Regions from separate parts of the Rattus norvegicus genome. Here region 2 is linked to region 1. Evidence: chromatin contacts called from public Hi-C data. All regions are on one chromosome and are shown on one strand. Each heading gives the region's core, a stretch centred on a gene start, on an enhancer-like site or on the middle of the called end of the contact. The rest is flanking DNA. Distances are from core to core; before and after follow the strand shown.

Region 1 (6,256 bases), core at 1,502-4,001:
AGCTGTGTATGTGAGTGTAGCATCCACAGAAGCCAGAGGGGGTGTTAGATCCCTTGGAGCTGGAGTTACAGGCAGTTATGAGTTGCCTCTGGGTACCCAGTTGATGTCCTCTAGAAGAGCAGTACGTGCTCTTAACCAGTGAGCCTCTCTACTGCCCCAGATTATTTGGTAGTTTTAGACATGATGGCATTATGATCCCACAGTGAGTAGACTAGACTAAACTGACGAGCCCAAAAAAGGTGTGAGGTAATAAATGAGTTGGTAGAATGTTTGTGGGGAAGGCCCAAAACTTTGGTGTGATACCCATCACTGTCATCACGCAAACTAGTTTGATGGCACCCTCACTCTTACAATCCCAGTACTCAGGAGATGAAGGCCAGAGGCTCAGAAGTCCAAGGGCTATATGGTGACCGTGGACCAGGCTGAGATCATGAGACCCTTTCTCAAAAGTAAATTACCTGGTTTCTTAGCTTAAAGAAATGCTGCAGGTTTGTATTTTTTCATGTATTACATTTGGTGCTAGCCGATACATATGGCTTTAGAGTGCTCATTTATAGAAACTAATAAAACTTAATGAGCTCCAGATTCTGAGCTTTTAATCTTATAGCCGTGTTACAGTTTTGCCTTCAATATAGCTGTTATGTGCACTCCCAGGTTTGTACATAGGCTACAGATACACAGCAGAGAGCTGTAACAGCAGTCTTTCCTAGGTAGAGACAAGACTGTATTATTAAATATCTGAATGATTTATTAAAATTCATTTCTTGTTCACCACAGTCCTTTAAAAAGTGGTAGGCATGCACTTGGTATTTTTATAATTGTTATTTGATACGATACTCTTCTACTCAGAAACATTTGTGATTTATTTCTGTAGTGGCCCATGCCTTAGATGGAAGGGCAGAGCAGGTCGGACTTTTGAAGAACAAGTTTCTCTATAAGGCCAGTCTCCTTACCCTTTTCTCCTGGAGCTGAGAGCAGTTTTAGTATTGGGTCTCTATTTGGGAGTCAAGACTTTAATTACAGGATTTTCCTTTTCCCAGTGACAGTTCCCTTTCCTTCACTTTTGCCTTGGGGGAGCAGTACATCTGTGTACACATACACTTGGAGAATTGGAGTCAGGACATTATCTTTCTAGACATCCTTGTGTAGTACCAGCATGCCCAGAGGGGTTCCTGTAAGACAGCTTTTCTGTTCTTGTCTCTCCTTTCGGCGTCTAGATCTGGTGACTTTACATCCATAAATGTTCTAGTTAGAAAAACAGCAGAAGGAATTTAACATTTGGCACAAAAATTGGCAGTGTGAGACCAAGCCGGCTGCTCCAACTCGCGTCCCTGACCTCTGAAGTGTGCAGCCTGCATTGGTCAGGCTTCCCTTATTAAGTACCACACTACTGTACACTCCGTCTTTATCACACTGGCTTTTCTTTGAAAGCCGCTGCCATCAGGCATTAACTTGTTAATCCCTTACACCTTTGCGTTGTGGTGCAGGCAGAGCACTGAAGAGGGACATACTTAAGAATCCTGATTAGATGAAGTGTTGGCAGAGATTATGCTTATAACTACCTCAGATTAGTAGATTGGTACCTCGAAAATATCCCTTTTTTTTAAAAGAAGAAAATTCTCAAAGAATTTTAAAGATAGGAAAGTACTGATTTTCTAAATGTGAATATTTTAAATGTCTGTATTCATCAGAATCAAAATTGGAAACAGCTCTGATGTTCCTGGGCTTGGTCATAGCTAAATGAACTGTAGTCTGTCGATGTAGGGAATATTACTGACAGCAGAAAGGGGCAGCCTGGGATAGAGCTGTGGCCATGGATAAATGTCAGATGTGCTGTGCTCTGAGAAGGGAGCCGAGGGCTGCGGTGCAGTCTATTTATGTGTGGACGTGCTGCCTATGTGGACGCGCTGCCCATTTTTGTTTTATTTCTGGAAGTGCTGAGTTTTGAGTCCTCTGCCATACCCTAGTCCTGAAGTATGGAATTTTCACTGCAGGGCTGCATTGTGCACAGCCTTTTCTAGAACAGAAGCTGCTTCATTGTTTGTCTCTGCGTTAAGGCAGAAGATAGCGGGAGATCTTGTAGTTTATGATTCTTATTTTCAAGATTGAGTCTGCAAAACATAGGCTGCTAGTGATTTTAAAGAAGAAGCAAAACCAAAAGTGTTTGGGTTTATTTTGTTTTTTTCTTTTTTCAAGAAAGCAAAAGCCCAATGTTACTTTTTCCTGAAGTTTAATGACAGGGCTAAATGCTTAAGTCTCTTTTTTAAAAACAGCATATTAAAGCTTCCTAGTTAATGGAGCGGGAGATGATTCAGTGGTTAAGATCATTTCCTGTTCTCGCAGAGGACCTGGGCCTTGTTCTCAGCGTTGCCATGGCAGCCCACAGCCTTCTGTAACTAGTTGGAGGAGATCCAGTGCCTCCTGGATCCTCCATGGGCAATTACACTTACACACACAGTCACATGCATACATGTGTGACAAGTAGTCACTCACAGAAAGTAATAAATAAAGTTTCATAGCTCTTTAGAAAATAACGTGAGGTTCTCTCCTTCCCCCAGGTCCTAGTCCTTTGTGTTTCTGTCAGGTTGGGGCGCCCTTGTGTGTAATAGTGATTGCTCCTTCTGTGTCTCGGGCCGTTGCTCCACATGAGTGTGCGTCCTCTTCTATCAGCTGCAGTGTATGCCTAGCGACAGGGAGTTGACTCTGCCATAGTTTTGTTTCTTAGCACCCAACTCAATATCCTTGTAAAACAATGGCTAAATGGTATGTGGAAGTCATTCTGAAGATGTGATGTGACTCACTAATTTTTATTAGTTGACTAACACTGCCATCGCCAAGTACCACGGATTAGGTGGCTCAAACAGAGGACATTTTGTTTTTCCATGGTTCTGCAGGCTAGAAGTTCAAAAGAGGATGATGAAGATAGTTTTGGTGAGGCTTCTGGCCTTGCAGATGGATATCTTGTTGCTGTGTCTTCTCTCGTCATTTTTCTATGCCTATATCCTCGTAGTGCTTCTTCTTCTTAAAAAGGTATCAGTCCTGATGGATCAGGGTTCTAGCCTCTGACTTCACTTAACATTAACTGCTTCTTAAAGATCCTCTTTCCAAATACAGAGAGACTGGGAGTGAGGACTTCAGCACATGCATTTTAAAGAGAAGGCACCATTTAGTTCACTCCTGCGACCTGCAAATACACTGCTGTAGTTACCTCTGTGTGCTGTATCCAAATACCTGACAGAGCAGCTTGAAGGACAGGGTTATCTGGACTCACAGTGCAGCGTGGAAGGCAGTGCATGAACAGCAGGAGCCCGAGGCAGCTGATGGCACAGCAGCCACAGCCAGGACCCACAGGGCAGCGAGTGCTGGTGCTCTGCTAGCCTTCTCCTCTGGATTCAGTTCAGACCCTGGACGACAGCAACGGGGCTGCTCACATTCACGCATGTATTCCTTCATGGGTCTCTCCATGCCCAGGGGAGACTTTCTGTCTGCACCTTCAGGGTACACCCAGAGGTGTGCTTTCTGTGGTGATCCTGAATCCAGTTAAGTTGATGATAAAATCTATCATGTATGCCAAGTCATTAAGATACTGCACTGTGCCAGTCCAGACCTAGCCAGGGAAGCGCCTGTCACACTGGACATTTCATTGGAGAGAGCAGTAGCAGATCAGAAAACTCACCACTTCATACACAGTGCTTAACTTACTCAAGCACTTATAACCTCTTTGGCTGAGGAAACCGAATGAGAGGTTTGAGTTTTTTTTTTTTGTTTTTTTGTTTTTTTTTTTTTTCTTTTTTTCGGAGCTGGGGACCGAACCCAGGGCCTTGCACTTGCTAGGCAAGCGCTCTACCGCTGAGCTAAATCCCCAGCCCCGGTTTGAGTTTTTCAATGGTTGCAGAGGCAGCTACACAGGGCTGTCTCAGCCCTGCACAGACAACACACTGCCTGGTTGCTTCCAAAGGCTTGGACAAAGGACCCCACAAAGCTGGGACTCAGACTGTTTATGACAGCAGCTCTCAACCGTCCTAATGCTGTAACCCTTTAATGCAGGTCCTTGTGCTGTGGTGACCCCAACCATAAAATTATCTCATTACTACTTCATAACTAATTTTACTACTGTTAGGAGTTGTAATATAAATATCTGTGTTTTCTGATGGCTTTAGGTGACCCTGGTGAAAGGGTCATTTGACCCCCAAAGGGGTGTGACCCCCAGGTTGAGAACTATTGCCGTATGAGACTGTATTGCCGTGGATGGCAGCATTTGTAAACATGATCACTCTAGTCCTGAGGGAAGCTGAGACCACACATGGTGGTTCTAGAGAGGGTCCAAGAGTAGGATGACACTTGTCAGAGCATAAGACAGACAGACAGACAGGAAGGAGCGTGTGTTCCTGCGTGTATGGTGACTAATAGAAGGGTGTCTGGCAGAGGAGAAAGAGCACATACGGAGTGTGATCCCAGCGTGATAAAGGAGAGTGGAGAGCGTGAGCAGGAACTGCGGCAGAACTCACACCTGATTCCATTGTTGTTGACGGTGAGTGAGTGCAGCCTCTCAGGAATTCTGCTTGGCAGTATGTACCTCAGATTTTAGACATGTGTATACTTTTTGGTTCATAGGAAGTCAGGCCTGTGGCATGATGATAATTACTCTTTGTAAATCATGCAAGATGGTGCTTCTCACTGGTTTGTTCAAGAGTTATTTTATACCTCAATCCTTCTGGGTTCAGTAAATAGAGTTATAGTTTTTTAAAAACGGCAATGAACAGGAAGGTCTGGTTGAGCATTTTGCTCCCCCTAAGCCATTAGGGATCTATGTGCTTGTATGTGTATCCTAGCACAGGTGCTTTTTCTTACATTCAAGGATGTTTGTTCATGTAGGTAATATCCAATGTGGTGTGTTCATACTAACTCTTAGAAAACCTCAATACATGTATGTAAGTAAATACCATACGTAGACATATGATAGTACATAGAAACTTTAATCACCATTGGAAAGTCAAAATAAGAGCAAATACTTGCCCAGAATTTAGAAATGTCAGCAAAAATGAGATTCGAAAAAATTATAGGACGTAAAGACACAAGGGTGTCAGTACATGTAAGACATTGCATGTGGTATTTTTTAAACATTGAGAGTTAGACATACAAAAGAAACTAAAGTAGGAGTGATCATAAAGGGAGTCATGTGGGACAGTCCTGTTGGTATCACTGACATTAAACAGCTCGCAGATAATCCTCAAACATGTGGGAAGAAGATAAGACTCTACAGCTTCTTAGCATTAAGTAAGTTCTGCAAACCAGCAAGATGGCTCAGCAGCTAAAGGAGCTTGCTGCCAAGCCTGGTAGCCTGAGTTGAGCCCCAAGGAGAGAGAGAAGCAACTCTCAAAGGCTGCTCTCTGACCTCCACATGCAAAAGATGGCACACGTGCACATGTATAGTAAGTAAATAATAAAACTTTAAGGAAATTAAATTTAGCAACATTTCTATTTTTTCATGTCATCTAATTAAGACATAGAAAGTTGGGGGACTGGGAAGAGAAAAGGGAGAAGGGGGCTATGATTGTGATATAAAGTGAAAAAATGAGTGAAAAAAAGAAATAGAAAATTAGTTTACTCGTTAAATGATTGCTTTCTTATCTAATTCTACACTAATCCACATATATATAGTAGAAGTGGAAACTGAAAGTGATCCTTATTAGCCTAATTATTAACTTTCTTTTGCCATTAATTTTACTATTGTACCTAATTGTAGGTACTATTGAATAAATAAGTGATAAAAATAGTTCAATTTAGTTACCCCTGATCACAGTTTGCCAAATTATAGAATCTAGGTGGAGAGACTTTGAGTAAGTAACTGATTATCCTGTTTGGAAATAAACATGGTTCTCTCACACTGTATTTTAATTTCAAGAAATGCCTATTTTACAAGGCATTAGAGTGATTAGAAGAATTAAACGTGTAACCATAAACTGTCAGAGGGATTTGAAAGGAGCTGAAATTATGAGAGGCAGTTTAGTAAGGGAAAAGGGATTGAGTGATCAGACTGAGATTGGAGACTAACCTGGCCACAGGAGAACATGTTGTTTTACAGTGCTCAGTTTCTCAACAAAGTGTAAACACTTTCAAATAGGTGTGGATTTTCTAAAGTGAAGGCTAGGAGCCAGTCCATTTTCCTCATAATGCTGGAAACAGTGAATTGTGCAGAGTCTCCTCAAAGTTCATCTACTTTTGGACTTTGATTATGTAACTGATAGGACGAATA
Region 2 (6,256 bases), core at 2,768-5,267, 180 kb before region 1:
CCAGCGCCTGCTTTGGGGTGTGTGTGTGTGTGTGTGTGTGTGTGTGTGTGTGTGTGTGTGTCTGCTTTGGGGGGTGTGTGTGTGTGTGTGTGTGTGTGTGTGTGTGCACCTGGGACAGAGCACCTGAGACAGAGCACCTGGCACTGCCAGCGCCTGCTTTGGGGTGTGTGTGTGTGTGTGTGTGTGTGTGTGTGTGTGTGCACCTGGGACAGAGCACCTGGGACAGAGCACCTGAGACAGAGCACCTGGCACTGCCAGCGCCTGCTTTGGGTGTGTGTGTGTGTGTGTGTGTGTGTGTGTTTGTTTTGAGACAGGGCCTCACTATGGAGCCCTGGCTACCGTGGAACTATTTCTGTAGACCAGGCTGGCTTCAAACTCACAAGGATTAGCCTGCCTCTGCCTCCCAGTGGGCACTCAGGTTAAGGGTGTTGCCGCCTCATGCAGCTGTTAAATGAAAAGGATTCTCGATAAGCATTAGTCATTAGTATCTTTACACATGAGCATTTAAACTTAGTCATGTCTTTAAGAATTCATTCTATGTAAGTAAAGACAAATTACGGATGGTGTCACCTCTTCATTTGTCTGCATGAAGCTCTGGGAACTGAGTTCCAAGATCACACATTCGACACACGGAAGTGACCTTAGTCTTACCGGCAAAGCTCAGTGCTACTTCGTAGGAAGAATGACTGATAACCCCTTGCCCTCTAACAGCCAGCACGTTCCCTACTTTCCATCATGCGATCACGGATCCCCTGGACTTGCCAGTCTCTTTCCCATTAGGGCACACCGATGAGGTAATAGCTGCAAAGGATCCTGGGATGTTTCCACGGTGCATTTGCCTCACGACTTTCCAGTCGCAATGAGGGTCTGTGATGCACACCAGAAATTGTGATCCAAATCCAAGAATTAGCAAGTGTCAGTCAGTCAGGATTCCAACCAAGTGCTGTGTGGTTGTGAGAATGAGTGGTTCCTTCCCCTGTTTACCCTCAAGAGGAGCTGCAGGCTGAGGCCCCGGGAGTTGTATCTTTCCCCTCTCTTTGTCTGCTGCAAACAGGAGCCTACCTGAAGTACAAATGGCTTTCGGCTGGGGATGTAGGAGTTGCCTAGGCAGCAAAGACTGTCAAGCCCGCACTGTGTCTGTCAGGAACCTAGGGAATTGGAGTGGGGTCATCTGCTACATTTGAGTATCCCTTAGTTTTTCCTTGGTGCTTCAAAATGGCTTGGGTCGATTGTGAAGAGCTAAAGAGTACCTACAGAGTAACTGGCTATGGTTTAGGACATGTCCTAAACTCTAGCTCCAACCAGAAGAAGCCACGGCAGGGCATATCGTCCGGATAGGAATAGATGCATGTGTTAACGGCATAGCCTCTTTTGATAGATTACCTAATTCCCTTGTGCTTCTGATTCCTCGGTTATAACACAGGAATTAGAGGTGCCAACACCAGAAGTAAAGCATGTAAGTAAGGTAAGGTAAAACAGACCCAGCAGGTAAGAAACCTACCCCGACCTTGACATGTAAGAGGTTTGCAGCAATGACCCTGGTTCTTGGGCCACATTTCTGACTAGGGCTCTTTCAGGCAATTTCTCTGTGATAGCTACAGACTATTCCCTTGCCTGTAGACAAGGGAAAGCCTATGAGGTAGCACGAAGATGCCTGATGCCATCTCGGCTGCATGCGCCTAGAGGCTGGGGACAGAGGCGCGTCCCACAGAAGGCATGCTGCGTCTTCCGATCTTAGGTGTGGGTTAAAGATTGCTTCTATGCACCCAAAGCAGCCCCGAGGCTACCCCAAGATCCGTCCATGAAGACAGCAGAGGACTTCCAGGTCTAAGCAGGCATGTTCCCCAGCCAGCACCACTTCAGCCAGACTCCTCCTGAACTCTAACCCCTACCCCCTCTATCCACCCAAGTCCTGTTTATTTTAACCCCTAAACCTCTTCAGTCTGCCTATTGCTCCCCATCATCACCACCACCAACCAAGCTAGTCTCTCACCTTGACCGCTTAATTTTGAGTCAAGACCTTGGTTTTAGCTGTTTAGGAAGGATTCCCTAGAAGGGTGGCCTCTTGTTTTGGTAAGTTTCCCAAGGGTTGCCCAACACCGGAATCCTAAAATGTAAAAATAGGCCTCTGGAGAGAGAGCACTTCCCCAGGTCTCTCAGGAGGTTGGGTAACTGGCCTGGCAGAAATGAAGACATTCTAAAGAGGTAGTTTTAAACATTGGATGCCAGAGAGATGGGAAATTCCCCAGAAATTTCATGGTGGGAGAGAGGAAAAACTACCAGCCAGAGGGGGAATTTGTCTTCTGGGCCACAGAGCTTGAACACACTCTCAGAAAATCTCACAGGATGACAAAAAAAAAAAAAAAAAAAAAGGACCTGTGGTAGGCTGGACCAGACTGCTTACATGTGCATATCCTTGGCGTTCTATTTGAACTTTAATCTAATGTTAGGATCATGGAGATGGATGTGGGAGGTTTGCTGGATCTGTCTGTCCCTCTTCCCAATGTGACCTCGCCGTGAATGAATCCCTTGTTTTCCACTATTTTAATTGACTTACTGAGGACCCAGCATAGGGCACAGGCTGTGACCCCCAAGTGTGACAATTACACTCACGTGCCCTGAGGTAAGTAAGTGTTCTCCAGCAGAGACATCACAAGCAACGTGTGCCTTTTAGGCATTATTACGAACCAATTACCCAAATTGGGTAAAACAATCTCATACAGTAAACAAGTGAGCTAAGAGAGTCCTGCCAAGAATCGCAGTGTACTTACCGACAGCCCAAACAAAAAAAAATTGGAAGACCAGAAACTTTTAACCTGAACAACTCATGCCAGACACTGAAGGGCTAAAATAATAGGAATAATAAGCAGATCCCAAAGCAAAATCAGTCCAAATCATTCCGCATTATAGGGGCTGCACATTCTCACCCATTAGCCTTAATCATACTAAGGGTGTTTTGTGCAGAACCATACTAGAAAGAAAGAAAGAAAGAAAGAAAGAAAGAAAGAAAGAAAGAAAGAAAGAAAGAAAGAAAGAAAGAGAGAAAGAAAGAGAGAGAGACAGAGAGAGAGACAGAGAGAGAGACAGAGAGAGAGAGAGAGAGAGAGAGAGAGAGAGAGAAAGGAAGGAAAAGAAAGGAAAAAAAGAAGAAAAAACCTTGGAGTTATTAACTACCTAAAAATACTTTAAATAGTTATTTAAAATGTTTTTATTTCTCTCATCTTTTAGCACTGCCTGTATTCTACAACATTTATCCCTATGTAATCTATCACGTGTTAGTCTAAATATTAGTAAATGTATAATTTTAAAATACTTGGAATGACAGCTTACTCCCCCCCCCCCGCCCTTCTAAGTATCAGGGTTATTAAGGTTTTTAAGACTCAGTTTAGCAGCTCACAGGTCCCCTTTGCAGTCCCTTTTCTTACACTCTCATTGGACCACGCCAAGGATAGGAGGGGATCCACCCATCCACACCAGGCCAGGACAGAAGAGGCGCCAAGACAGATCACCCGCCCTCCCCGGTGCCAGAGCCCTACCTGATTGTGCCACCGGATGACGTTTCCAAATCCCCCAGTTCCGAGGCGTTCTTTCATTTCCCAGGCCCCACATGTCTGGGTTGGGAGAGAAGGTGACCAGCTCATATCGATGCCCTCCCTGCTAACTCTAGAAGCAAGTAGGAAGAGAGGACAAGTTGAGAGTAAGAACACTGGAGCTCAAGAAGCAGGGGGAAGCAGCAGCGGCTGCTGCCTTCAAGGGGAGGCTGGGCTAGGAGACCGATTTAGTTAACAAATAAAAGTTGCTGCGGCCCGGCCCGCCGGCGGGTCCGCTCCGCACCGCACCGAGCGCGGTGCAGCCAGGGACCCCGGGGAGAAGCCGAGCGTGCACCCGGGCGAGCCGGTCCACCGGCCACGAGCCACCCTCGCGTGGGACTCACCTGCCCCGGGGGCCGCGGGGCCGCTAGCGACACCCGCTGAGGACATGAAAACTCGGGGTCCCCACGCAGCCAGCTCAGCGCCACTTCCTCAAACACTTCCTGCCCTGACGTCACGGGCACTTGACGGCTCTTAAAGGGGACGCGCGAGCCGCTCGCTGGGACTGAGCCACAGCCAGCCGTGGTGCTGGACCTGGCGGTGCAGGACCTGGCGGCTTGGAGAGTTCTTCACCCTGGCGCTTTTCTGACTGAGCTTGATCCCACTGGCTTAGGCAGTTAATCTGCTAAACCCCCACTAGGGCTGACTTAGGGACTGTCCTAAGAATTGCTTCCCTGTCCTCCCACCATTCGCCATTCGGAGCCCGAACGCTCCTGGTTCAGAAATAAGAATAAGAAACCACCCTTATGCTCCTCATAACACACCACCATCCCCCTCAAGGGGGGAGGGAGGAGAGGGAAGAGTACAAAGATAAAACAAAAGCTAGTGCTGTCTACCTAAACTGGAGTTTCAGCACTGGGAGCATAGGGAAATTACTTGTTATTAGGTCAAGAGCCTGGGTATTGCCACTCCACACCCCTACCAGCCCCCACCCCTGCCTCGAGCAAGCCAGGTTCAGCCACTCACCTTCCATAGCCTAATTCATGATACAAGTAGCGATGAAAGGCGGGTGAAGAAGTTTATTCAATGTGACTACATTGGGAAAAGACAAGAGATCCAATCACTCTCACCCGTACCTCTGCTAAGCCAAGTCCAATTTTGGGGTCCTGCCATGGGGTTTGGGTTTAAATGGAAGGGAAGAGGTATACATAACTAAGTATTTGTGCTCAAGGTATGTTCTGGTCCACCATCATTGATGAGGCTCCAGTCTCTCCTATGAGGTGGCATTTGTCAGAACCGTGTGAAAGCTCTGCCTGAGCCAGGCTCCTCTGCTGTTAGCACAAGGCTTCTGACATTGCTGGCTTTTTAGACAGCGGACAGCAACCAGCGAGGCCAACAGAGTCTTCCACGGATTGAATGATAAGTCCACGGTCTTTGTGGGATAACTAGGGAACTCTGAGAATTTGAACTCAGGAATAGAGCAAATAAAGCACTTCTCACTCTTTTATTGTTAAAGCGAGCAAAACACGAAGTGATGTTGACAGAGAGCTTTCGCAAATACAAGGACAACAAGGGAATACACTTGGTATTATGTCTTATCATCCTTGGACGTGTGAGGAAAAAAGCCAAGAATATTCCTCCCAGAACTTCGCCCCTCCCACAGAGATAACATGGACATACCCTTCGGTCCTCGCTTTCACCGCCATCCACTTTTTATAGGTTATGCAATTATTTCTAGAAGGCCACCTTGTGCGAAGAACATTCTGCACTCTGCCCTGACCACAGTTCTCAGGAAGGTCACAGCTTTCTTTCTTTTTTTTTTCTTTCTTTTTTTTCTTTTTTCTCAGAGCTGAGGACCGAACCCAGGGCCTTGCGCTTCCTAGGCAAGCGCTCTACCACTGAGCTAAATCCCCAACCCCAGGTCACAGCTTTCTTATACAGACTCGCACATGGCCTCAAATGATATTGGGGGGGGGGATTCCAATTTCTCGGAGTCTGTTATACCCACAGTTTAATAGGAAAAAGGAAGAGCTCAAGTGTCTACTTAGAACGCCTCCATTCCTGACAGGAAGATCTCGGTACCTCACTTCCGTTTTGAGGTAAGAGATTCCTCTACCTGAAACAAATATAAGCAGAAGTGGGAACCAAGGGTGCACCGTGTCATCCAAAGAAACAGCTCTCACCTCAAAGGAAAAAAAAATACATAGTTTATTCAGGAGCATAGATAAGAGATCACGGCATGGGAATATACATTTAGTCCCCGGATATAACGTTCCAATGTGGAAGCAGTTTTAAGAAGCTTTATAGTTTTACAGACCCAAGAAAGGAACAAATCAAGGCAGGTTTGAGACACACCAGTGGATACCTCAGAGAGATGATTACAGCAAGATGGGGAAGCTAGGTCATGAATCATCAGATGTTCTCCAATGACCTCAGCTTTTGGGTTGGTGGAAGATATTAGCTCGCTAAGTTAATAGATTTCAAAAGCTGGGGTATTTTTTTTTGTTTGTTTTGTTTTGTTTTGTTTTGTTTTTTTTGGTTCTTTTTTTTTTTTTAATCTCTTAGTCACATAAGGTTTGTTCTGACACAGAGGTGGGTAAGCAATGGGTGTTCCAGATAAGATAATTAGCCTCTGGACTTGTAACATTCCAATCTCTCCGTGGTGCTGCAGTTCTAACCAGTCTGTGCAAACATAGCCTCTTACAAGGAGGCCTCATGCACAGCTG

Evidence for each region. Hi-C and Micro-C count contacts between places; a contact is called where the count stands out from the background.
Region 2: a contact with region 1 is called in a Hi-C map of mammary epithelial cells, with 2.3 times the contacts expected there. The contact joins the promoter of Ikbkb here to the enhancer-like site in region 1. A contact is called at or near these places in 3 of 12 Hi-C or Micro-C datasets (the A7r5 cell line, frontal cortex and mammary epithelial cells).

The regions. Positions count from the first base shown.
Region 1 is chr16:75,835,051-75,841,306 of GRCr8, reverse strand. The region is part of intron 1 of Kat6a (lysine acetyltransferase 6A); the gene reads left to right. Among named protein-coding and RNA genes, the nearest start is that of Kat6al, 28 kb to the left of the region's middle. Within about 2 kb of position 2,751, at least 33 of the 93 cell types and tissues checked have an H3K27ac peak or open chromatin away from gene starts, as enhancers often do. A contact at or near this core is called in the A7r5 cell line, where this site is marked.
Region 2 is chr16:76,019,792-76,026,047 of GRCr8, reverse strand. It overlaps Ikbkb (inhibitor of nuclear factor kappa B kinase subunit beta), which reads right to left and starts at 4,017. Exons shown (of 22, transcript NM_053355.3): 1 at 3,935-4,017; 2 at 3,537-3,663. The coding sequence starts at 3,641. It also overlaps a transcript of Plat not described here.